2 separate regions of the Gasterosteus aculeatus genome follow, and region 1 is linked to region 2. The links are chromatin contacts, called in public Hi-C maps. All regions are on one chromosome and are shown on one strand. The core of a region is the stretch at or near the end of the contact, and the rest is flanking DNA. Distances in the headings are between cores, read along the strand shown. Region 1 overlaps LOC120834822 (band 4.1-like protein 1). Region 2 holds the start of LOC120834822 (band 4.1-like protein 1).

The links. Hi-C and Micro-C count contacts between places; a contact is called where the count stands out from the background.
Region 1: a contact with region 2 is called in a Hi-C map of skeletal muscle, with 2.3 times the contacts expected there. The contact joins the enhancer-like site here to the promoter of LOC120834822 in region 2. A contact is called at or near these places in 4 of 6 Hi-C or Micro-C datasets (skeletal muscle, tail fin and whole body).

What each region holds. Positions count from the first base shown.
Region 1 is chr17:20,317,505-20,324,733 of fGasAcu3.hap1.1, forward strand. It overlaps LOC120834822 (band 4.1-like protein 1), which reads left to right. Exons shown (of 22, transcript XM_078091701.1): 16 at 137-514; 17 at 885-1,013; 18 at 3,088-3,147; 19 at 3,227-3,322; 20 at 3,594-3,674; 21 at 3,763-3,879; 22 at 4,088-6,233. The coding sequence ends at 4,093. Among protein-coding and RNA genes, the nearest start is that of LOC120834822, 45 kb to the left of the region's middle. Within about 2 kb of position 5,702, at least 3 of the 9 cell types and tissues checked have open chromatin away from gene starts, as enhancers often do.
Region 2 is chr17:20,274,679-20,282,161 of fGasAcu3.hap1.1, forward strand. LOC120834822 (band 4.1-like protein 1) reads left to right here and starts at 1,821. Exons shown (of 22, transcript XM_078091701.1): 1 at 1,821-2,311.

The DNA.
Region 1 (7,229 bases), core at 4,452-6,951, 47 kb after region 2:
TAACTCTGGCTCAGGGTCTGTACAGAAGCCTCCATCCCCATTCCATGTCGTCCCCGTCAACCCTCCCCCGCCCCCCCCTCGTCGGCGGCTTTGTAACCTTCGAGTGGTGCTCCTCTCCCTTCTGTAATCGTCCCAGAAGGAGCTCGGGGACAGGAGGCCTCAGCCTCGCCTCGCCTCCGAGGAGGAGGAGGGGGAGGAGGAGGAGCAGGAGCGCGACACTCTGGCCTGCATGAGAGAAACCCAGCTGGGCATCGAGCGCAAGTGCTCCAGCATGACGGTCAGCTCCACGTCCAGCCTGGAGGCCGAGGTCGACTTCACCGTGGTCATGGACCTCCACTCCGGCTCCGAGGACTTCTCCAGGTGCATGTCGGAGATGGGAGGGAGGGAGCGACAGCCCGAGGTGGGCCGGGAGGACTTTGAGGAGACCTCCCGGTTCTACTCTGCCCGTCTGATGGGCTCCCGGGACAAGTTTCCCATGGAGGAGAAGCTTGCCGAGGAAGGAGCGCACCATGAGGTAGACGGATGAAAGTCATCACCCGTCGTCATCATCGCACTCCGGATTCACGCTGCCTGGTTGGATTTCGTTGCCATAAAAACCTGAAGCTTTTTTTTTCCCAAAGCCATTTTTTGTTGGATCATTTTTTCATGTTGATTTTTTATTCTCTGTGTTGATGTATTCATTTATGTATTGTTCACTCATTTAATTCTTGTCAGCGTTTCTTTTAACTCCCGCTGCGCTGCCTCACCGTTTGCACGCTTTCACCAAGCCGAACAATCCAATCATAAAGCGTTGTGTGCCGGAGCTCCGAAGCGGCGCGTCGCTTTGCTCTGAGCGGGAAACGCTGATGTTGTTTGGCTCTGACTGCGGTTCATATCTCACACAGCCTCCCGTGGCAAAGAAGGAAGCCAGCGCTGTGAGCATGGCCCACATGCTGAAGAGGGCCGACTCCAAGACGGAGACGCATACGAATGGGTCGGAGGTCAAGCCGGCCGGCGCCAATGTCTCCTCTCAGGTAAAGCAGCAATAAGAATGTGGGCAAACCTCTCAGCACTATCGGATAAAACCCCCTCATCTGTGGCCTTCTTCTTTGACCCTGTTATGTCATCTGCTACATGCATATTGCTAAACGTAGCATTTTATTAGCAGCCATCTAGCAAACATAATTGATTCAGGTAAAATCCAAAGACCCACTTACCTTGTATTTTATCTTGTAAAGTTAGCTTCATATTTTTATACAGACATTTGTCAGAGGAGCGGTTGGATGTTGTTTTCTTGCTGATTCAGTTCAATACAAAACTATAACTATCAGCGCATTAGCTTTGCGGAATAAGAATAAGTTGTCAAAATGAACTTTCTGCAGCGTCGCTACGTCCCCCGTTAAGTTCTACCGGGATTTTTCTCTCAACACGTCGCGGTTTTAGAGGAAGTCATGTGCAGGACGATTTTCGGGGGGGGGTGAAGGACTTTGTTAAGGATTTATATATAGTATTTAGCTCTTGTTATCTAGGTCATGTGTTGGATACAATTGTCGATACGACTTTAAGCACCAGCATCGGTGGACAGTGAGGACAACGTGACGGCATCGTAGGATCCGGATCTGGTCTTAATTAGAGTAGGAAGCCTTTGTCTTCATGCTGTGAAGCAATTCCCAGGAGGGAAGACGTAGCGGCATCATCACGGTGCGATTAAACTAGTGACAGTTGGTGTATGGTGAAAGCAGGTGTGGATCCAATTCATCTCCCGAGGCAGAAATTGGAATTCCGGCCGGCCGGCTGTCCCACAGGTGCCTTATTAAAATGAAGTTAATCGCTTCGGGGCTCTTCAGCCATTCAGCTCGAGATGCGAATGAACTCGGCAACAATGTCAAGTCGGTGCCTTTTGCAGACCCAGATCATTGTTATAAGAGGAAGCAAGTGGAGGATGACGTCACCCGATCAAAGATCTCCAGCACCGCCGGTGTTACGCCACCAGAGGGAGCCTTTGGTTCTGCGAGGCATCGCCCCCACACTGGCTTTGATTGTCAGTCCACTAAACCGACCAATTCATCCCAGGCTGTTTGGATGAGATATGTATAATGGGACAATACTTTTTATTCTGTTCCGTTTTAGTGAGAGTTTCTGAAGGACAACGTAACACTAAAGCAGTAAAAATGGCTCCTTCTGAACTCACTTCAGGCCTTTTGCTGTTGCTGTGAAGCCTCACTTTGTCCGAACAACTCGTCTCATGTGTTGCAACATTAAGCACAACATTATTTGACAAAATTCTTTATTTGTATATTTTCTTATATTTATTTTTATGATACAGATTTCCCCTTCTTATTCTGGCGTGTTTGCAAACTGTGCCACCGATTATTACCGCCGTCCGCTCCATGTTTCAGCGTGTCGATCAGTAAAGTACTAAAAACGCATTCGGATGCTCCTTCTCTCACACACTGACTGACTGACTAATGAGCTGCTCGCTGAGCCGCCACGTGGGCTGCAGCGCCGCTTATTTAGGATTACAATTACACGCGGGCTTCCCCCCCCCAACGACACAGTGTGTAAAAAGGAAAAGAAAGTAAAAGGAGTAAACTCAGAGTGTTTTACCACAATGCGGTTTAACCCTAATGAGAAGAAAAACAGTTGAATTTACCATCCTCATCAATCAATGTCACACAGTGTCATGTTTCTATCCGTACGAATACACAGTGACGCTATGTGTACATACGAACTGTGGGAAGAATATTTCGAGACAATTATTATGTGAAATGGATTTGGGATTTTGTGCCTTTTGAAGAGGTACTAATCAATAGTTTTATCGCCTAAAAAATGATCAGATATCGATGTGTATCTGTCGCTTGCTTGCAGTGAAATCCGCTCTGCGTAGCATCTTCTGGTGTATTGTTAAGGGGTGAAATAAGACTTACTCTTGAGGGACCAGGGACATGATTCCAGGTGAAAGTCATGCTGTCATGTTTGCCACTTGTATTGTTCTGTGTGGATCAGTAATAACTGACTGCTGATGTTTGTCGTCTCCTGCAGTGAATTCTTCCATTCAGCTGCACTTTCTAGGTGGAAGTTAATAAAGAGCATTCTTCTCTCCTGCAGAACTTCAGAGTTGTCGGCCCACGTGAAGCTCCGGCTGTCCTTAAAGAAAACGGCTCCCCTGTAAGTATGTTTACAGAGGAAGCACATCAATGTGTGCGTCTGTGTGTGTGTGTGTGACTGTAACACAACTGTGCTGTAGGTAAAGGCCGGATCCCAGGGGAGGGATTCTGTCGTGTCCCCGCTGACCATCACCGCTGACAGCGTCACCTCAGCAACCACAACTCAAGTTACCAAGGTAACACCTCATCTGTTGCCATGGTGACAGTTTAACTGGGGCCCGGACGGATGAATAGGTTTCATTCCTCGTTGTCGACATGCTGGGATCAATAAACTGATATAAATCCTGTTTTATTCATCGGTCTATGAATGATGACACAATAAAATGTACTATTCTTCACATTAATAAGTGACTACTGGAAATACACAACAATGACCTATGACTACTTCTTTTGTCTTCTGTAAACTGACATCGACAGTCACTGAATTCCCTTTTTCGTCTGCTGCAGACGGTGAAAGGAGGCTTCTCAGAGACCAGAATCGAGAAGAGGATCATAATCACAGGAGACGAGGATGTGGACCAACATCAGGTGAGAAGGACGAGACCCGCAACACTTCCACACATTGTTCTATATCTGCAAGAAGGGCACACGCGCTGACGCCTCGTGTCCCTCCCAGGCGCTCGCCATGGCGATCCAAGAGGCCAAACAGCAGCACCCCGACATGCTGGTGACAAAAGCCGTGGTCATCAGGGAAAGCGAGTCTCCGACGGAGGAGCTGCAGCAGCAGGCAGAGGTGTGCGACGTCTGATCCATTATTTAACGCTCTAGCAGGCGCCGGGCCAAAATCATTTAAAAGGTCAAAGTATAGTAAGTTCTAAAATGTCACAGTGTAGAAGGTCATGAACATGTCACAGTATATTAAGTCGTCTGACATGGAGATAATAAACATGTTATGGTGCAGTTTCATGACTCATCTGTGATGCTGTTTGTCTCTTCTGCAGTCCTGATCGGCCGTGGTGGCTGCTGAGACGAGGGAGGGGGGCGGGAGAGCATCCAACAGACGAGCGCCTTCCGGTCTGCCCCCCCCCCCCCCCCCCCCCCCCCCCTCTCCCGCAGTACGCCCCCCCCCCCAAGACTCTCTGTGAAAACACTGGAACAAGAACGGACTCACTTCCATGAAGCAGTAGACCTCCACAACCAGCTCTGACTCTCGCCCAACCCCCCCCTCCCACACACACACACACACACACACACACACATCTGTCCTGGGCCCATTGGGTCAGGTGGTCTGAATCCCTCCCCGTAAGGGTCCTGGATGAACAAGGTATAAGAGTGGGGGGGGTTAAATGAACAGCGCCAAGCGGCCTCTCGCTCGATGCCGCCTCCTCCTGACTGCAGCTTCAGTAAAATCCACAGCTGTCTTATAAGCTTTTTACATTTTTATCTATAGAGGATCTAATTTATGTGCAGTGTTTGCTTGTTTATGTATAATGTCAGATAATCTGCATGATGAGATAGATACAAAATAGCAGCGGGAGTGCAAAATATGAATAAATACACAAAGGCATCCATATATGTATATATATATATATATTATGGGTCTGAGCCCCTACAGACCGCTGGGGGGGGGGTCCACTGAGGAAGGACAGCCGGGACTCGTCCGGTTCGCCCTCACCGTTTTTTTATTTTCACGTCAACGTTGAGGAAATGCTGGTCACTGGTTTCGGGCGCCGTCGTACGACGTTGAGAGATATTTTAATATGAATAATGTTTTATTTGAAAGCTTTTCAGAAATGTGATGATTTGACTGACTGCCGTCATGGAGACTGTTTGCTTTCCTCTTCACTTTGACGCGGTCGAGCTGGAAGATTAAGTTAATCAGAGCGAACTCCAAACCAGAGAAGTGGTGCTGCAGGACGCATGCGCACACTTCCCTTTGGGGGGGGGGGGCAAACCCTTCAGTCGTTTCTTTAGTTCTTGTGCCCCTGATATGTTCGTTCATCATTTGAAATATTTTTGTGGTATGAGAGTTATTAATTCGGGCGGCAAAACTACAACTTTTAAGTTTGTGCACGTTCACGAGCATTATCCTAACGTGGTTTTTTTTTTTTTCATTCTGTCGAACTGTATTTATAGGAGTGGTGAATGTGAGGCCTGTGCCCCCCCCCTCCCTCCCCTAGTGTCACCAGGATGACCTTTAATGATATACTATGCATCACTTAATCACCCATAGACCCCCCTGTGATGGAGCTTGACCCTCGCTGGTGACCTTTCGCTGCTGTTAGCCGGAGGCGGAGCATCTCACTCATCGCTGTAAAAAGAAACAAGGAGAAATTGCAATAAGCAGCCATCGCTCGCGTCACCTGTCCTCTAAAAGGAGAAAACTGTGAACTGTAACGCAGAGGCGGTACGCAAAAGGAAGCTTGGAAGTGTCGCCCCCTGCTGTTGATGCGTCGGAGGAAATTCATTTGTTTTTAGTTTTTTTTTCTTCCTTGTTTTCTGACACTGGACTGTTGTGGAGGCACCTCGCTGATGACTGCAGCACGTACGTACACTGTAAAGCTGTTTGAAACGGACTCACCACTGATGGGAGACAGACGAGGGGAGAGATGGAGGGAGGAGGGGCCTCCATCCACATGCACATGCACACATACGGTATATATGCACACTTCTGTGTGGTGCCCATGTAGACTTTGAGCCCGTGGGTGTAAAACCAGCGTCTCATGAGTGGGTGCCTTATGTTCGGAGTGGTGCTGACGAGAGCAGCAGCCGGCGTTATCACAGCTCAGCCGTCAATCATCCCCGAGGCGGACGTGGAAACGACCCCCCCCCCCTCAGTCGGAGGGCGAACCGGAGCTGGTCTTACAAAGCGAATTACTCGCTTGGACCAGGACGGGACATTGAGGGACCCTTTGGGTCCTCAGCGACATGACAATATTTATTGGCCCCATTAACGTGGACAATCCAGATGAGTTCCCATTATGGGTTTTAGGTTGTTTTATGTTCTTTTTTTCCTGAAGAGCATTGAGCTGCGCTGCCTTCTTGCTCTACATCCCCCTCGTGCTTGGTGGTGTGTATTTGCTGTATTTGCATTCAGTCTAAATGGAAAACCTACATGCATAAATAAATGTCTCAGTATGATTCAAACACTGTGTCTGACTCCACTGAAGAGGGGAAGGGGACCAGTTGTCTAATAGTGGACTGTGGGGAAACAAATTCTTTGTCTACTTCATTAAATGACTTTCATCCATCAGCAGTTCGTCATGTGATTAATTGTAGTTTTTTTGTGTGAGAAGTGGAGGCTGCCGTTGACGCCTTGTTCTTCACTGCCATCTCCTGGCCTCCATCAGCACAACGATGCTGGCAGCAGGTTTGAAGAAGTTATTTATATGCTGTTAGCGCCATCTAGTGCGCTAAACGGTCTGATACACGATTGCACTTGATGCCTTTTTGTCCACTTTTTTTAACAACGCAATCCTTTTATGTGGAAAAAAGTAATAGTATATAACGTCCAAATAAGTCAAAGCCAAACAGAGTAATACCATTTCTAAAAGTCAACAAATACCTGTAGTTTATAAGTTGAAGAAAGACACGGAACTGAATTAAATGAACAATGTATATTATGTAAAAAATAAAAAATATATATAAAATAATCGTATAATCTGTCATAAAAAATTGAAAAATAGTATGGGGAAGAAAATAAGACATTCATAGTAGAGCCTGTCAAATAGAAGACAAACTCTGCTATGACTGTCTATAGTATATTGAAATAAATGTCAGCATACATTGCTGTTATTAGTATTAGTTATTAGTATTAGGGTAAATCATACTATGGTATTTTCACGGTTATGGCGTAAAGATCTACAATTGTCACCTGATACACCGGTGACACATCAAGATATGAAGAAGAGATTCCAGCCTCATAGTTATGACTCTTTTATGTCTTCTTTCGTATATATACATGTAGAATATACTGTGGACTTTATTATAGAAATACTACACCTTGACTTTTTCATGACATTGTTGTCTACGTTGTGATTGACAGGTTATAATTATTATGTAACCCTTTCACAGTTTGTTATCAGATCGTAATTTGAACCTTTTGGTCGGCCAAAAATGTATCATTCAACATTTATTTGTAAG
Region 2 (7,483 bases), core at 571-3,070:
AATGAAAAAAATACACAGAATGGTGAGCAAAAAAAGAAAGGCCTTTTACGTGGAAGGATACGTGACGTAGATGCTGCAGAGAAAAAGAGCTCTCTTGACAGGTTTGATGAGAAAGAAGGAAAGAGGATGTGAATCATGTGGCTTTTCATATATTTTCACAGACAAAAGGCCAGCTGAACACCTGTGACTTTATGCAGCTATAATTGGGAGCCCCCCCCCCTTTTTAATCAGCCTCTTTGGTGACTAGATGTTCCGCTTTGTTCATCAGCTGGCCGCATCCTTTGCCTGGATGTTTTTTTGTTGGTTTATGAGAGATGTGGATGCTTAAAGCTGAAAGGCACTGAAATAACCTGGGTGACAAAAAAGCAATTTATTGAGAGACCCAAAACTATCCAATCAAAAAAAAACTGGGGGGTCGGGAACATTCCTCAGCAATTTTACTCCATATTGACATGATAGCGTCGACAGATGTGGATGTATCCATGCTTTCCACATTCTGACCCCACCGCCTGGATGCTGCAGCTGAAATCAACACCCATCAGACCAGGCAACGTTTTTCTAATCTTTTGTTGTCCATTTTTGGTGAGCCCGTGTGAATTGTAGCCTCAGTTTCCTGCTGACAGGAGTGGCCCCTGGTGTGATCTTCTGATCTTCTGTAGCCCGTCTTCTCCAGGGATCCACGTGTTACGCGTTCAGAGACGGTTGCGTGGATCAGCAGTTAGTTTGTGACATACAGACCAGAACTTCAGCAAGTTGTCTTGACCACGTCTACGCGCCTGTACGCATTGAGTTGCGGCCGTGTGATTGGCTGATTAGTGTTAATAAGCAATTGTTAGTGTACCTAATAATAAAGCGTCTGATCTTATATGATCGAGGCGTCAGAAATGGGAGTCAAATGGGAGTTTTTAACAAAATGTCACAGATTTACGACTGCTGAGGGTAAACATGAACATTTTGTATAATACCTCCTTTATATGATGTCAAAAATTCAAACTGAAAATAGTGACGGTGAAAAAATTGGGTTTTAACAAAGAGACCAGAGAGCAGAAGATAATAAGTGTGGAAAACATTCTACACAATGCCCTGTGGCTCTGGAAGGCAAATGCACATTCGATCATTGCATAATGGAAGAGACAAAACTAAATATCTGTGGTTCTGCTGCAGCAGATTTGATCGTACTGTCGATGTTGTTTTCAAAGCTGTCCATGTGTCACAGTAATGAAATGCCAAATCAATGAAGATGCCACTTGACTCAATAGTTTAATGGTATATTTAATCACTGATAGATTTGCAGTGAGCACAAACCAGCCGACGCACATTAAACCTGCAGCAGTGCCGACCTGGGATTAATGGCCTTTGCTTGTTAATCCAGCATTAATGGCACTAGACTGGATAAATAAAACCACATGGGCTTGTAATGAGTTTGAATGTTGTGTATATGGCCTAACATTACTGTAAATACTGTACATTAGTAATACAGCCGTCTTAGTGTATCACTGTAGTCCGAGCTTTAGAAAGGGACTGACAGTGATTAAACTCAGCAACAGCAACCCTCTAATCAGTTAATCAGTGGTTTACATTACGTCAAACAGCAGGCTTTTCAAAATAAAACATTTACCACACACGCACTACGGGACACGATACCTCTCTATTACTGCTTTTTCTCCTTTTGTGCCGACAAAAAGAATACAAATACAACACAACAGCGACTGTGTAGCGAAGGGTGATTGTGACAGAAACCCGGATGCTTTTCTTTTCCAAACTGCTTCATCCAGAGCAAGAAAGAGAGTCCACATACTTGAACGGCGTGAACGTGAAACATCAGCCGCTGGCACGTGAACGCGGCGTGACGTCATCAGCGCCGGCGTGTTCCTGCGCGTTTCTTCTACCGGAGCACTTGTTGACCGACGTGGAACGCGCTTGGTTTTTATTTATTTACTCCTTTTGCGGGAAAAGACCCCCTCGTCTCTCTTCTTCACGCCCCCCCCCCCCCCCCACGCCGTTACGCGTGCGCGCGCGCGCGTGTCCCTGCGCCCTCCCCTCCTCGCCCGTGCGCCTCCCTCACTGCATCCGACAGCGTCCCTCCCTCTTTCTCTCCTCCTCCTCCTCCTTGTCCTTCTCTCATTAGGCTTCTCCACCGGCAGAACACCGACAAGCTCCAGGCCCCCCCTCCCCCCGCCCCCCCACCGCCCGCCCGCCCGGTCGGTCCCCCTCCCGTGACCGGAGAACAAACGCGGAGCAGCCGAGAGAGCAGGATTCACCTGCGCACCCCATCCATGGTCCTCCCCTGGATGTCCGCCTGCCAGGAAGGGTATGTTGGAATATTATTACCCCCCCTCTCCCCTCTCCCCCCCCCGCTGGTTGGCTCGATGTCGTCTAAAGCCCGGGCTTTAACGTTTCCCTTCCCCTCCCTCCATGATGACGGGTTTCTGCTGCATATTCTCTGTGTTTGTGTGCGATTGCGCGTCGCCGCTGCGGTGGGAACAACAATAAACGCGTTCATGTGTCCATGTTAGAGCCGCGCGTGGACTTTGCCCGCGGGGTTCCGTCTCCGAGTTGTTGGGTCCTTCTGTGCGCACTTACTGGTCCAGTGTTGACAAACCAACCGGGCTGCTGAATTACACCCCCCCCCCCCCCCCCCATCACCCCCCTCACCCCATCAGCACCACCACTACGCCAGGATCAGCCGCTCCGCAGACCACGTGATGCTCTAACAGCTTATTTTAGAAAATAGAAACGAAAAAAAAAGGGGAAAAGTTGCTCTGTTTGTGTCTCAACGTCTCAGGACCAACTGGATCCCCTTTGAAGTCTGTGGGCGACACACCCACCTCTAATTATGCAACAGCCGACAGATGCACACTGAGACACACACACACACACACACACACACACACAGTCGGTGCTGCCATCGTCACACCGTCTCTTGCAAACACCACCCCGGTTCGCCCACACCAACTGAAACTAAACGTGTAGTCTGGTGGACGGTCTTCGCCTGTCCTCCGGCGTGGACATTTGTGGAGACGTCGCGCCCTTGGACCCTCGGACCAGAAGCCGCTCCAATGCTTTTTACCAGTGCAAAGGGGTCGTGGGGGGGCTTGACTCCACGGGGGATGGACTCGACGGTTGGAGCGCCCCCCCCCCCGCCGTCCCCCCCCCTAACTATTTCTCTGCCTATTACATTGAGTCGTTTAGTCAGTTCTGACAATCCTTGGCAGTTCCAGTTCGTCCTGTCGGCCCCCAGTGTCCCTGCACCGGGGGGGGGGGACCACAACTCTTTGGTCACGTTCTTCCTCCGGGGGCCTCACGTGCACTCAGCCGGCAGCCCTGGTAGTAACTCTGCCGGCCAGCTGATCCCCCCCCCGGAGCCATTTCCTCAACCCAGCGGCGGCTGCGACCAACCCGCCTCATCGATTGTGTGTGGCGGTTTCCTTTGGTTGGTGTTGACGTTGTACAACAGTGTCTCGCTGCTTGTGTGCACACGTTTTTGTTTGTGCGTGTGTGCAGAGGCCCGGGGGCTCATGCTGCTTACCACCATTTGCAATTCAAAACGAGCGATGAGGCATCCAGCGAGGCCGAATCCGCCCCCCCAACCCCTCCCCCCATTGGAGACGAGTCATCGCTCGCGAGTTAACTCGGCCTTTTTTCTTCCGGACTCCTCTGTGGGGAAAAAGAGATCAGTTCCGTGGCCGCGGTGCATGAAGTGAGTGGGGGGGGGGGGGCACTTTACCTGAGTCATGGTTTATGCTGTAGCTCCTCGCACATGGAGCCACAGCAGGAATGTGTGGGGGTCACCCTGATGTTTTCATCGAGGACACGTGTGTGTGTGTGTGTGTGTGTTGTGCTTGTCATTGCTTTTGGCCCAGCTGGCTGCTCATTGGCTCGCCACGTTTTCTGTACACACACACACACACACACAGTGATTATTCGGACGGACCCGCCTGGGGTCAGGGTCAAGGGCCCAAAGTGCGTGGGGACCGACGGGCCTCCAACCAGCAAAACGTCCCCTACAGACTTGAAACGACCACAAAGATGCACACGGCTGCAGAGGGGCACGAGGGGGCCGAAAGATCTGCAAAGAGATTTAGACACAAAGCAACTGCACGGCGTCACAACGCGATGATAAAAGAGCCTTTTGAATGCGTCAGCCTCCAATTTCAACCCTCTCATATTATTATTATTATTTATGACACATCGTGTCATTGGCTCTCCATGATGTTGTTTTTAAGTATAATGGAATGCAGCATCATTCAAGTTCCGGACCCAACCTCAAGGGGCCGAGGTCGACACAGTCGAGTATCTCCACATAACGCATCACCCCGACATCCAACTCTGTGAATTAGGCTTTTATTTTGACCAAATCTGAATTTCTTATTGTTGTTACAGTTGAAGGACCACAGAAGAGGTTTTATTTAGTGTTTAGTCTTACTGCTGCAGTCGCTTTGACAGAAGCATATTGATTTGAATGTTTCCGACAGATTAAAATAATTACCCAAATCCTTGTCGATTTTGGCACCGAGGGGAAAGGCGTCTGTAACCTTTTCCCGTGAAAGGAAAAAGCCGGATGTCAGTGGGTTCTCATTGTCCACGGGGAACCATACACATGGGTGATAATAAAAAGTCAAGGCTCAACTGCGCTGACCTTTAGTCGCCAGTACTTCTCCATAGCATTTGTCAAACCCTCCCGGTCTAAATGCCAATCACCACACAAACCGCGTTTACACAGCGTGCGCCGACATCGATGCCCGATGACTGACGAGCAACACTGTGTCACTGAGTGATCTGCAGCTCGCCGTTCGTTCCCCTGTCATAAGGGCTTTTTACTTACTTCAGCTTTGGAATAATCAAAAGAAGTGACATTACGGCGGCTGAAGGCTGGATTCAGACCTGAACATGGAAGGCTCCTTTTGGGCTCCACGGTTCCTCCGCAGCACCGTGGCTGTGCGTCTGCTCGTGGGCTTCATAGTTTTCACGATGTGTTGCCTTCCTCAGGTTGCGTCATCCTGTCTGGCTGAGCAAAGAGGGGCTCTTTCATGCCACGAGGCAGCTCCTTCTCCCGATGCTCCTTCCCCACCTTCAGCTCCTCCGATGGGAAGCGTTACTTTGTCCTTCTGAAGGGGAGGCAGGGAGCTTTACAGCGGCTCAGCTTGCCTTAGCCTGATGATTACAGTGAGTCAGCAGTTTCCCCCCCCCCTCCCTCCCTCCCTCCCTCCCCCGTCTTTCGCATACCTCACTCGTCTCCCTCGCCCCCTCTCGACCGCAGCCTCCTTTGAACAAATCCCCATTGCCTCTAAAGGATGAGACTCGTTGTGTTGTTTTGTGGCTTCGGTCTGATTCTCTCTTTTCTGGCCTCCCCACAGTTACACGTATCAGCCAAAGTCAACAAGGAAGGAGAACAGTTGTCACTTCTTTTTTAGGGCCGTTTATTCCGCCGTCCTCTTTGTCTGTCGAGGAAAACTTTAGCTTCTCCAGCTTCGTTGGCTCCTTCCCACAAAACGAGCCAGCGGCCATTGTTTTCTTCGGGGGCCACTTTGCACTTGGCAATCATACATTTCCGCCTTTTGCACTCGGCAGTCGTGGAGGAAAGCTAATTGCGCCGCGGAGCCGTCCATCTCTCCCCGATGATTAGAGGGCGTGATCGCCTCACGCGGCGCAGAGAGCGGGCGAACGGTGGAGGAGCGGCGTGCGCAGGAGGTCGCTTGTAGTGCAAAGTATTTGTAAATGCATAAAAGGAGCCCTAAAAAGAGGATTAGAGAGGGATTAAAGTCCCCCCCCCACAAACTCACAATCGGGCCATGCATGCGGCTGCTGCTGAGGGAAATTGAGTTGATTTGCACACATGAGGCTGCAGGTGTTACGGTTCGTCCTCTGAGGACGACGTTCCCGTGGTAACGGGACTGTGATTAAAAATACATTCTGGTCGAGATCCGCTGCTCCGCTGAGGAAGTCGGGTGAACTTTGACCTCTGGCGTACGCCTTCGGCCGCTAATGGTAAAGGCGGTTCTGCACCGAAACGGCCAGGTGAGCAGGTGGGTGGAGCCTGCAGGTAGACTCTGTGTCAGCTCGCTTCTCTGCAGCAGCACCGCCTGTGGCTCCTAAACCGGTCCGACAGGTTGGAGGGCAGATCCAGGCAGAGCTCGCTGAGGACGAGCGCCCTGTGTTTCCCAGCCCAGGGAAGTATCGGCTGTACACAATGCGCACACACACGCTTGTTGTTCACCTGTTCCTGCCTTTTTCTGGCCTCTGCTCCCAAAGTGGCACGATAACATGTGTAACTATTTGGAACTAAAAGTCCTTAAAGTCTGAATAATACGCGGCAGGAAAAAATACGATGAACAAACGTAGCTTGTACCCTCTCTCCCTCTACACGCAGCATCGCACGGCTTCAAAACTAGTAAAAAAGCACACCTATTGGACGTATCAGCCCGTAACAGGCAGTGCTACGATCCTGTGATATGATGAACAATATGAACCCCAAACTCAAACGCAAATGGATAAATTGCTGGATCGCTTTTCAGGATTGCAGGTGATTTGATTTGGGCCAATCGACTAATCCATTAAGCAGCAGTTACAGTAGATATGAGGTGGAACATTAGATGGATTGAAAAGGCTTTTAAAATGTAATGGTGGAAGTTCTTCTTACAGACTGTTAAACAGAGCCGTTTTTCTCAAACTCGTTGTCTTTCTTGCGTTGTGGATATTTGGCACAGAGTCAAGATGGCGACAGGAACAGTTCTTTCTATTGGGTTTCTATGCAACAATAAGAAAGAGTAGAAAGAGTAGTATTTCTCCAGAAACGTCCCCCAATACTACACCATAATGACTATATCCAAAATAAGATGTGAGAAACATTATGAATCCAATGCAAAGCATTGTGGGTAATGTAAAGTACACACATTTAAAGGCTGCTACGTCCCTCTTCATCAGCATGCGTTTTCAAGTATGAAAGTATTCCTTTTCCTTTTTTCCCCCCATCTGTTCTGACCTGCAATCGTCTGCGCGGCGGATGTGTGAGGATGGACGTTATAATCATGCAGTATGCCACGATTTAATGCACGCCGCATTTTCAACGCCGTCTGCAGCGCGTACTGGGAGTAAAAAAGCAAAGGTGTGGGATGTGGATCACCGTCTTTTGACTTCTTTATAATCAAATCGACTGTCTCTCCGCAGAGGGTTCAAAAGTAAGAGTGCAAACACTGTCTTTTAATTCTTCTTCTTTGTCCTTTTTGAAGGCATTTATATGAAAAAGTAATACGTTTCATTCTCTAATCCTTGTGCGCGTCCTCGCCTGCACTGACACGGGCCGACCGCTGTGCATGGAGTAGAGAGGGAGCGCCGGGGGCCGCAGGGTTGGTGGTTCGAGCCCCGGCTGCTCCGGGTCCCCATGTTGAAGTGTCCCCGAGCAAGACACCCCAAACCCGCCTTTACAGCAGCAGCAGCATTTTCCTTCCTCGTGATCCATAACGGAGGTCCCCTGTCGCGGCCG